Linked DNA regions of Mus musculus: region 1 is linked to region 2. Evidence: chromatin contacts called from public promoter capture Hi-C data. All regions are on one chromosome and are shown on one strand. The core of a region is the stretch at or near the end of the contact, and the rest is flanking DNA. Distances in the headings are between cores, read along the strand shown. Region 1 holds the start of Slc22a20 (solute carrier family 22 (organic anion transporter), member 20). Region 2 holds the start of Majin (membrane anchored junction protein).

Evidence for each region. Promoter capture Hi-C pulls out the DNA fragments that hold promoters and counts their contacts.
Region 1: a promoter capture Hi-C map of pre-B cells shows a contact between it and region 2, with 2.7 times the contacts expected there. A contact is called at or near these places in 4 of 39 promoter capture datasets (hematopoietic stem and progenitor cells, liver, pre-B cells and 1 more) and 2 of 9 other capture datasets (liver and pancreatic islet).

The regions. Positions count from the first base shown.
Region 1 is chr19:5,984,056-5,989,566 of GRCm38.p6, reverse strand. Slc22a20 (solute carrier family 22 (organic anion transporter), member 20) reads left to right here and starts at 3,424. Exons shown (of 10, transcript NM_198650.2): 1 at 3,424-3,801; 2 at 3,884-3,987; 3 at 4,615-4,769. The coding sequence starts at 3,427. Gm31719 (a long non-coding RNA gene) reads right to left here. Exons shown (of 4, transcript XR_001782726.2): 4 at 4,470-4,800. It overlaps Capn1 (calpain 1), which reads left to right. Exons shown (of 22, transcript NM_007600.3): 22 at 180-1,022. The coding sequence ends at 206.
Region 2 is chr19:6,180,433-6,185,803 of GRCm38.p6, reverse strand. It overlaps Majin (membrane anchored junction protein), which reads right to left and starts at 1,459. Exons shown (of 11, transcript NM_001165919.2): 1 at 1,222-1,459.

The DNA of each region.
Region 1 (5,511 bases), core at 2,175-4,674, 200 kb after region 2:
GAGGAGGAGAAGAAGGAGAAGCGAACACCCCTGTTGAGGGCATAAATATTATAAATATTGCTTGGTGATGGCTGAGCCCAGTCTGCAGTCTGTCCTCTGGGATGGGTGATGGGTAAAGGAAGAAGCTGACTGGCCATGTGTCCTGCAGCTCCAAGTAACCTGTCTGTCTTGCCCTGCAGTGGCTCCAGCTGACTATGTTTGCCTGAAGTGGGGAATCGCTCCGCTCCAGTTGCCTTTGTTCTTCCATTCTTCCTCTGCCAAGCCACGCCTCCCCGCCAAGCCACGCCTCCCCGCCGTGCCACTCCAGACTACACCAGCTTCTGGTGCCTTCCTCAGAACAGGAAGGAAGGCACCCTTGTCCTCCTGTTCCCCTTGTCCTCCTGTCCTTTCACCTCCCCACTACCTCTGTTCGACTGCTCTGGGCAGTCACGGGGCCCTCCCTGCCCCTGTAGTCAGACTGGGCACCCTGACCCCTGCTCAGGGCTAAGACCAGGAAGACAGCTCCCTGCTCATCCCTGCCTCGGGGCAGGGGCAGGGGCAGGGGCAGGGGCAGGGGCAGGGGCAGGGGCAGGGGCAGGCACCCCTGCCTCCCCCTCGCTGCTACTGTCCGGATGTGAGTCTTGCCTAATCTGTGGAGGCTCTAGCCCCTGTCATCCCCTAGAGCTGCAGACTTCATAACCACTAGCTAGCTCCCTGTCTGCACCCGGGTGTTGAAGGCCTCACCTCACTGTGGGAGCCCCACAGCCAGACTCACCTTCCTGTGCCTTCTGTGCAGCAGCCAAGATCCCTCTGCAAACCAAACTACACCTCTCCTAGCCTGTGTGCCCACCAGGAACTTCCTGGCCCCGAGGGTGCTCAGGCCCTCCCCATCCCCGACCCCTCTCCCTCTCTTTTTTTGTATATATACTGGTCATTTTCAAGGGAATGCCTGAGGGATGAGTGTACTGGTTATGGAGGAACTGGGGGTGGGGTAGGGAGGTCCCGTGTTTCAGTGCAGTGAGAAAATAAAATGAAAGGCTGTACATCTGTCTCTGGGTGTTATTCTCCCCAACTGTTCCCTTGATTGTACCAGCAAGCCTTGGCGTAGAAGCAGCTCAGGCTGTCTCATGCCCTTGTCCACCCTTGCCAGAGATTGGGTATCTGGCTGTGGCCACCTCAGCTCCTGAGATGTTGAGCAGGCCTGGGCACAGAGACATGAACCGACTGCTCCACTGACAGCCAATCCAGGTGGCTTTTCTGGTTTTGCATGCTCTACCTGGGGGCTGAGTCTGACTTCCTCCTCTGCAGATATCAGTAAGGAAACACAAGACCTCCACTTAGCATAGATCTGACCCCCTAGGGAGCTCTCTAAAGCACAGAGTCCCCACCCAACCCCAGACCACAGTGGGACACCCTGTAATCCAGCAGTTTACATTAATGTTCTGCCTCTGTGGCTCTTACCAGAGATAAGAGGAAGGAGCCAGGTGGGCTGTATTTGGTTGGTAGAAGGCTTGCCACTGGGTGGTGGTGGTTCATGCCTTTTAGTTTCAGAATTCAGGGGGCAGAGACAGGCGGATTTCTAAGTTCCAGGCCAGCCTGGTCTACAGAATGAGTTCCAGGACAGCCAGAGTTACACAGAGGAACTCTTGTCTCAGAAAAATAAAAAAAAGTTCAAGCCATGCATGGTGGTGCACGCCTTTAATCCCAGCACTCGGGAGGCAGAGGCAGACGGATTTCTGAGTTCGAGGCCAGCCTGGTCTACAAAGTGAGTTCCAGGACAGACAGGGCTATACAGAGAAACCCTGTCTTGAAAAACCAAAATAAATAAATAAATAAATAAATAAAGTTCAAAGTTCACCATCTGACTACATACATACATACATACATACATACACACACACACACATACATACATACATACATACATACATACATAGGGAGTTCCAGGCCAGCCTGGGCTATAGTAGACGTTATCTTGAGAAGAAATGGAAAAAAAAAGAAAAGAAAAATTGAGGGAGCAGGGAGTGGGCGATGGGACTGCCCACAAGGCTGCATGTAGAAATGGAACTGAGAGTTCTGATCATGAAAGAACCAGTGTCCTGAGCTGATGGTTTCCAGGAGCTATTTACTGGGAGGCCGGAGCCAAGTCAACTGGCCTCCTCACTGGAGCAGGTCCTGGAGGGAGCGGTATGCATGGTGTCCTGGATTCCTCTCCTTTCAGCCCTCAGCCCTCAGCCCCTCTCTAGAGTGGCTTTAATTTGCTGTGGTGATTCGCCAACATACCCTGAAAGTTCCCGACCCCAAACTGACGCTGCTTCTTGACTGCCCTACTTGGACTTCTTTGGTTTTGTTTCTGTATTGCTTGTTGTGTCTCATTTGGTTTATTTATTTATTTATTTTAACTCCTTAAGACTTTATTTCACCAGTTGGCATATCCTGTTCTACAATGTGTCCTTGATTTGATTTGATTTTTTTGGGGGTGATATTTATTTCATTTACATTTCCAATGCTATCCCAAAAGTCTCCCACCCACCCACTCCCACTTCTTGGCCCTGTCGTTCCCCTGTGCTGAGGCATATAGTTTGAAAGACCAATTGGGCCTCTATTTCCACTGATGGCCGACTAGGCTATTTTCTGATTCATATGCAGCTAGAGACACTGGTTTATTTTTTAATTTAAAAAAATAATAAATTTGAGAGCCAGGTGCACACAACCGAAAGGAGGCAGAGGCAAGGAGTTCTCTGTGAGTTCGAGGCCAGCCTGGTCTACACAGTAATTTCCAGGACAGTCAGGGCTATGCAGTGAGATCCTGTCTCAAAAAAACAAAAAACAAAAACAAAAACCAAAAAAACAAAAACAAAAAACCCCCAAAAACAAAATTAAAATTATTTATGTATTTGTGTGTACATGCACGTGCACACACACTCATAAGTGCCATGGCACTTTGCAGAAGTCAGAGGCCAATCTCCAGTGTCATCCCTGAGGAGCCATCCTCCTTGTCTTTTGGAGACAGGATCTCTCACTGGGAGCTGGGGCTCGACGGTTAGGCTTGGCTGTCTGGCCAGCAAGGCCCATGAATCTCTCTTCCTGGGATTACAAGTTCATGCCACCATGGCCTTGATTTTAAGCAAGTGCAGGGCTTTAATGCTTCTAAGGTCCTGAAGTACTCTGCTAACTCAGCTATCTATCTAACGCCCAACCCTTGACTTTGCTAACTCAAGAGGTAACAGATAGAGAGAGAACTGGAGAAAGGGCCTGGGGGAGGGACACACTGCAGATGTGGGGACATTTAGGCCTCCTGTGAGGTGTAACTTGATCCTTCTGAGATGCATTGTAGAGAAGGCCTGTGTGGTCCTGACCCCTGGCCTGATCCTCTACCTCTAGGTCCCTCCCCTGCCTTTTTACATAAGGCCTGGGCAGGCCCGACCTGGGGTAGGGCCCTTGGCCATGGCCTTCACAGACCTGCTGGATGCCCTGGGAGGCGTGGGTCGCTTCCAGCTTGTCTATACAGCCTTGCTGCTGCTGCCCTGTGGGCTGCTGGCTTGCCATACCTTCCTACAGAACTTCACGGCTGCTGCACCCCCTCACCACTGCCAACATCCTGCCAACTACACAGAACCTACCACCAATGTCTCAGGGGTCTGGCTGAGGGCTGCCATACCCCTGAACCAGCATGGGGACCCCGAGCCGTGCCGGCGCTATGTAGAACCTCAGTGGGCCCTTCTGAAACCCAACGCCTCCTCCCATGGGGTGGCCACCGAGGGCTGCAAGGATGGTTGGGTCTACGACCGAAGCATTTTCCCATCTACCATTGTGATGGAGGTCAGAGGTGGGTGGGTGGCTTGGGGGGCTGGGAGGAGGCCAAGCCTAAGGACAAGGTTTAGCACTCCTCTCTCCCCAATAGTGGGACCTGGTGTGTGAGGCCCGCACCCTTCGTGACCTGGCTCAGTCCATCTACATGTCCGGGGTGTTGGTGGGAGCCGCCTTGTTTGGTGGTCTTGCTGACAGGTGAGCCTTTGGGGGAGCGCCTCGTCCCCCAGGGAAAGCCCTTGCGTTCACCTACATTCTGTCTCTTCTCTCTTTATTCCTTTCGTTGTCTGGGGTTGTTTGTTTTGTTTTGTTTTGTTTTGTTTTGTTTTGTTTTTCTAAGGCAGGGTTTCTCTGTGTAGCCCTGACTGTCCTAGCACTCACTCTCTAGACCAGGCTGGCCTCAAACTCACAGAGATCACCTACCTCTGCCTCCCAAGTGCTGGGATTAAAGGCGTGTGAAACCATGGCTATATATATATATGAGTGTTTTTCTTTTCTTTTCTTTTCTTTTTTTTTTTTTTTTTTTTTTGAATTTCTGATCCATCTGCCTGTACTTCCCAAGTGCTGGGATTATAGGCATGGATCTCTTTTCAAACTCTCTACCTTTCCCCAACATGGATTAAATCTCTCGGTCTCTGATCTTCCATCACACTTGTCCCTCTATCCCTGATCAGCCTGGTGGTTGCATGTGGTGTTTAGAGGGGTGGCTTTTACTGGGCATCTCATCTTTGATTGCTTCGGTGTCCCCACCAAGGCAGAAGTTTCAGACATGGCCTCTCTGCCTCCTTGGTGAGGATTCCCTAGCCCCTCACTCTTTGGGTTCAGGTTGGGTCGCAAGGCCCCACTGGTGTGGTCGTACCTGCAGCTGGCAGTTTCGGGGGCTGCCACAGCGTATGTGGGCTCCTTCAGTGCCTACTGCGTCTTCCGCTTCCTGATGGGCATGACCTTCTCCGGCATCATCCTTAACTCCCTCTCCCTGGGTGAGTCCAGTCCAGGCGGGACCCAGAGGGGCTGGGGTCATGCAACAAGAGAATTACAGCATCACAGGACAGCTTTGCAAATTTTGCGTTATGTAATTCTCACCCAGAAACCGCAATTCAAAACCTCCTACCCAGGGGTCTGGATTTGGAAGACCCTGGTTGGCCGACTGTGACCCCGAGGGCAGCAGTGGGCAGTGGTGGCCTTTCTTGGGTCTGGGTTTCAGTTGACTAATCTGTGAGCTGAGAGGGTCAGATTGATTTCATGAGAGTTACTCAACAGTACCTACTAATCATCTATGATGTGCCAGGTTTACATGGGGTCACATAGGTGAGTGGGACACAGGGACATAAGATAGGATGGTGTCCAAGGGAGACAGCTATGGTGGCTCGCACCTGCAATCGCAGCACTTGGGAGGTGGAAGCAAGAGGATCAGGAGTTCAAGGTGATCCTCAGCTGCACAGCCAGTTTGAAGCTTGCCTAAGGTACGTGAGTCTGTAAATAAAGGGTGGCCGGGAGTTCATGCAGTCAAAAGGCTTCAATCGGACAATGCAAACTCTAAAACCTTAGGGCAGGGTGCCATAGTGCATGAATGTAATCCCAGCACTCGGGAGGCAGAGGCAGGAGGATAACACATTTGAGGCCAGCCTGATCAACCTAGTGAGTTTGAACTCCTGGATGCTAACCAGATAGGAGTGTCACCTTTCAGAGATAAGGAATAAGCTGGAGCCTGTAGGCGAAACC
Region 2 (5,371 bases), core at 210-2,709:
CATGTGAATACACATACACACACTACATATACATGAAAATGAAAAAAGAAAAAGAAATGTTAAAAAAAAAAAAGCAAACCCAGTTTGCTGAGAGATACCCGGTTACCTGAACACCTAACCAAAGACACACACACACGCCCTTCCTGGGGAAACAGGGGATTTTAGGAAAGAAATTTCTCCAAATATTTTTCTTTAAATATAATTGTTTCTATTATTATTTTGTGTATATCAGTGTTTTGCTTCTATATATGTCAGTACACCACATTGAGCCTGGTGCCCACAAAGGCCAGAAGAGGACATCAGATCCCCTGGAACTGAAGTTACTGATGGCTGTGGACCCCCATATGAGTGCTGGGAATCAAAATCTGGTTCCTCTAAGAGGAACCTGCGCACTTAATCTATGAGCTATTTCTCCAGCCCCAGAAAATATGTCAGTAGTCCATCCCTATGATCCTAGCACTCAGGGTGGAGGCAGGATCAGAAGTTCAAGGTCATCCTTAACTATGTGCTGAGTTTCAGGCCAGCCTGGGTTACATGAGACCCTGATTCCATGAGTATCCAAACCAAAAACAAACAAACAAAACAAACAAAAAATAAAGAAATGAACAAAACCACCAAGCAACAAAGACTGCAAAGCAAACCAAAACACAAGAAAAAAACAACAAAACATGTGACAGGAAGCATGTCAATGAAAAAGTCGTGTGTGTGTGTGTGTGTGTGTGTGTGTGTGTGTGTGTGTGTGTGTGCGCCGCTATTAAACCTGGGTTAGGGAGTAGTTAAAAGCCAGAATGAACACTTCCTTTGACTATCTGGAAGTTTCTGTACAGAAGGACTGGGTGGGGGCAGTGTCTGAGAAAGCTGGATCGGTGTCCTAGGCAAACATGGCACCACCCTGGACATGAGAGGGTTGAAGAGCACTCCTCACTAGCCCAGAAGACATAGCTCTCATCATCTCTGAGCTGGTTACCCTCTGGAGGCTCATGGCGGCCATTCCCTGCCACTGCCACCCCAGCTCTCCACCCTCTTCAAGCTTCCAGTCTGCACCAGTGCCCAGCCTGCCCTTCAAGGCCTTATAGCCAACGGCCGGGTTGGGCAATCCCCAAGCCAGGCCTCAGGGACCAGGGTCCTCCAGAGGCTGCGTGTGGGGCCCGGCCCAGAAACTTCCCTCCAAGGCGGAACCCGCTCAAAGCCCGGGGACACCAGCAGCGGGGCGGCGGTTACCTCAGCCTCGAAGCGCTCAGGCGCTGACAGCCACACTTGTCGCTCGCACACTGACTAGGGTTCCTCCAGCACCTCAGAAAGGTGGCCACGCTTGACTTTCTGCTCAGAAATCTTTTTTTTTTTTCCAAGAGAGGACGTCGAAGTCAAAAGACTGCGGGCCAGGGACTCAGGTTCTCGTCGGTCTCCTCTGAACTCGGCCTTTAGCTTGATGTGCACAAGCGAAGCCTTGGAACTTCCCGCCAAATCCTCCGCGCACGCGCAGATTTGAGGCAGGGCGGGGTTTCACAAAACTGAAGCCTGCGCAAGAACACCTAACTTCTGAGCGTCACGCGCAGCCTCATGACCTATCCCTTAACTACTATTATTGTTTCTTGAAAAAAACCTTTCTCGCGCCGGGCATGATGGCACACGCCTTTAATCCCAGCACTGGGGAGGCAGAGGCAGGCGGATTTCTGAGTTCGAGGCCAGCCTGGTCTACAAAGTGAGCTCCAGGACAGCCAGAGCTATATAGAGAAACCCTGTCTCCAAAAACAAACAAACAAAAAACCCCATTCTTGTGTGTGTGTGTGTGTGTGTGTGTGTGTGTTTTACAAGCAGCATTTTGCTTCCTTCCACCATGTAGGTTCTGGGAATGATGTGCCGGATGCCCAAGAGCGTTTTACACTGAGATTTACGCATGCATTGCTTTCTTCCCACCTGCGCACCTGCTCCAGTCGGGTAAAACTACTTTGAGGTCTCTCCTCTGTGCCAGGCACTCTCCATACACAGCACTGTGGTGTATGCTTGCCTTTCATCCTCATTGCCAGACCCTAGGGCAGATCTTTTGTAGTCTGATTTAATCCAACCAGGAAATGAAAGGATTTATGAAGTCAGGATGCTTGATCAGTCATGGTATTCTGCTTCCTGTTGGTCGGGTTTTATGTTCTGAATCATTAGGGAATTTGGCATCCTTGCCTACACAGCCTAGTGTGCTGGACTGGTGATGATGGGCCCGCATCTGTGGGAGATGGACCCATGGCTCTCCATTGTCCAAGCTCTGCATTTCTCTGCTTAACCTGCTGTTCCCTCTGTAAGGACTGTCCCTCCCCACCCTCAGCCCTTCCACATGCCTCCTCTTCATACTTAGAGCCATTAAGCACCTACTGGCTTAGGAAACTGGATCTCAGGGGTGGAGTTGTTTTATCTAAAGAGGACCTCATGGGCTGGGATGTAGCTCATTGGTTGGGTGCTTGCCTACCATGCACAAGGCTCCAGCGGCGCATATCTGAGCGGGTGCTGGAGCTCCCTGTAATCCTGCATTCAGGAGCAGAGGACCAGAGAGTCATCCTGGAGAACACAGGAGTTTGGGATACATGAGACCCTGCCTCTAAAAACAGAAGGCTGGTCATGGAGGCCCACCACTAATCCAAGTCAGGGGAGGCAGAGACAGGTAGAGCTGAGTTCAAGGCCAGCCTACTATCCTGTCTCCTTTAGCCTAAATATAAGCCTAACCATACCCTGATCCTTTGTTCACAGGAACTCCCAGGACAAATCCTGTCCTTGGAAAGGGGTGGGCTTGTAGGCAGGAGAGGCAGAATGGTAGATCAGAGATTCCATTGCTCTAATACCTAATACCCTGAAGACTCAGGATCCTCTTGAGACAGGGTCAGAATAGTTCATGTCTCCTTTAAGAACCCCTGCTGCCTATATAATCCCTAGGTCCCTAGAGCTGAGGGAGGAGCCTCTTTATAGCTTCACTTCCTACCACACCTAGGGCTCCTCCCCAGTCTCTCCCCGGCTCCCTCTGGGACTCCCAGGGCCAATTACTTGCCAGGCAACAGCCCTCTGCTCAGGAAAGCCAGCAGGCAGGGCTAGGGCCTGGCAGGGCCACCGGGAGCAAAGCTGCCTGGCTCAGAAACGCAGCCCTGGGTATGAGGCAGGTCTCCAAGGGTAGAGACTGTTACATAGTCACTTCCTCCTTCTCTGTGTTGCATTATCTGGGTCACTGTGAGTGGGTGAATCCTGCTGGCCACCCAGGTGTGAGATGTATGACTGAGAGAAGGGATGGGGTACCAGAGGAAGGCTTAAAGCGGCCTCCTGCAGCTCTGAGGTTCTATCCAAGTCCTTGCTGCCTTTGTGTGTAGTTAAGAAGTAGAGGTAGTTCCTGCAAGTGGTGGCTACATAGGAGAGAAGGCAAATGAATAAATAAATAAATAAATAAATATCCCAGGAAGAATGTGAAATTCCTAAAAAGATGAGCAGATGAGCAGCTGGCCAGGAAGTCCACTGTCCCCCTCCCCCTCTGAACACACACATCCAACGTCTGAAGGTCCTTCAGACAGGCGCTCCTCGCAGAGGCTCAGACATGCCCGTGGAGGATGCAGGAGTGAGATTCAGAGGTCACGAGTGAGCTTCTAAGTAATTTGGGGTCCTTAGCATGTTCTTCCATGCCAGATAAACACACACCTATGACAGACAGGAAAAAAAAGGGACAGCCATTGGATCTGTGAGATCCGGCTCAAGCCGTCTTAGGGAGAGTTCAGCATTCACTGGTTTAGAAAGAAGAGGGACTGTATTTAGACCCCTTTGCAAGGGAATGAGAATCTACATAGACCAGACAGACACATTCCCTAGGGAATTCTCTCCTGGCTGCTGAATGGCAATGATCCCCAAAGGTGCTGACACACCTCATCCAAAGGAAGGTCTGAATCTTTCCTGATGTGAGTCGCCTCAGTGAGACCCAGAACCTCCGGTTTCTCTGTCAAGGGTTCCAGAAGGCAGCCTCGGATCTGTCCATGGTTCTGACTGCTGATGACGCCCACATGGCCACAAGACCCCAGGATTTCTCTCCCCAACTCCTTCTTTCCCCTTTTCTTTTCCTTCTTTCCTGTCTGCCTTTCCTTTAAGGTGCACACGCTAGGCAAGTATTCAGTCCTTGTTTGCTTTGAGACAAGACCTTGCTCTGTAGCTCAGGCTGCTTGCCTCCGCCTCCCAAGTACTAAAGTCACTGTGCTCAAATCCCTCCCTCTTGCCTTCCTCGCTTTCTTCTTTTCTTTCCTTTTTTCTTCTTAAAGTGTGTGTGTATGTGTGTGTGTGCATGTGTGTGTGTGCGTTTGTGCGTGTGTGTGTGTGTGTGTGTGTGTGTGTGTTTGATTGGTTTATTTTTTTTAAAACACAATCTTGCCGGGCATGGTGGCACACGCCTTTAATCCCAGCACTCAGGAGGCAGAGGCGGGCGGATTTCTGAGTTTGAGGCCAGCCTGGTCTACAAAGTGAGTTCCAGGACAGCCAGGGCTACACAGAGAAACCCTGTCTCGAAAAAACAAAACAAAACAAACAACAACAACAACAAAAAACCCAAAAACCAAAAAACAAAACAAAACAAAACAAAAACCCACAATCTTGGGTCTGGAGACCTGGCTCAGTGGTTAAGAGCAGTGACTACTCTTCCAGAGGTCATGAGTTCAAATCCCATCAATAACATGGTGGCTCACAACCATCTGTAATGGGATCTGATGCCCTCTTCTGGAGTGTCTGAAGACAGCTACAGTGTATTTATATATAATAAATAAATAAATAAATCTTTAAAACACACACACAATTTCACGTAGCCCAAGCTGGTCTCAAATTCCTGGCTACCCTGCTTCACCTTCCCTCACCTGGGGTATAAACAGGGTATCACTATATAGACTATGCTGACCTAGAACTGCCTACTGCCTCTGCTTCCCAAGTGCCAGCATTATAGGCATGAGCCACCAAGCCTGGCTCCATTCTTCCTTAACAAGAATTAACATTTAGGGAGGTGCTGGCGAGATGGCTCCAGTTAAGAACATGTGCTCCTCCTATGGAGGAGCTGGGTTTGTTTCCCAGCATGGTGGCTCACAATCCCTTGTAGCTCCAGTTTCAACACCCTCCACACAAACTCATTTTCCTGAAGTTTATTAGACGTAGATGAAAATAGCACATGTCATAGATAACTCAGTGAATTCTCATGCAGTGAACATGTTCAGAGAATAAAAACGTGGTGTTGAGATGGCTCAGAGAGTAAAAGCACATGCTATCAAACCTGATGTCCCGAGTTCAAGCCCCGGAACCCATCTGTTAGAAGTAGTCTTGCACGCGACGGACTGGCCAGCAGTAACGACACTGCAACAGGATCCTTCTGCACACG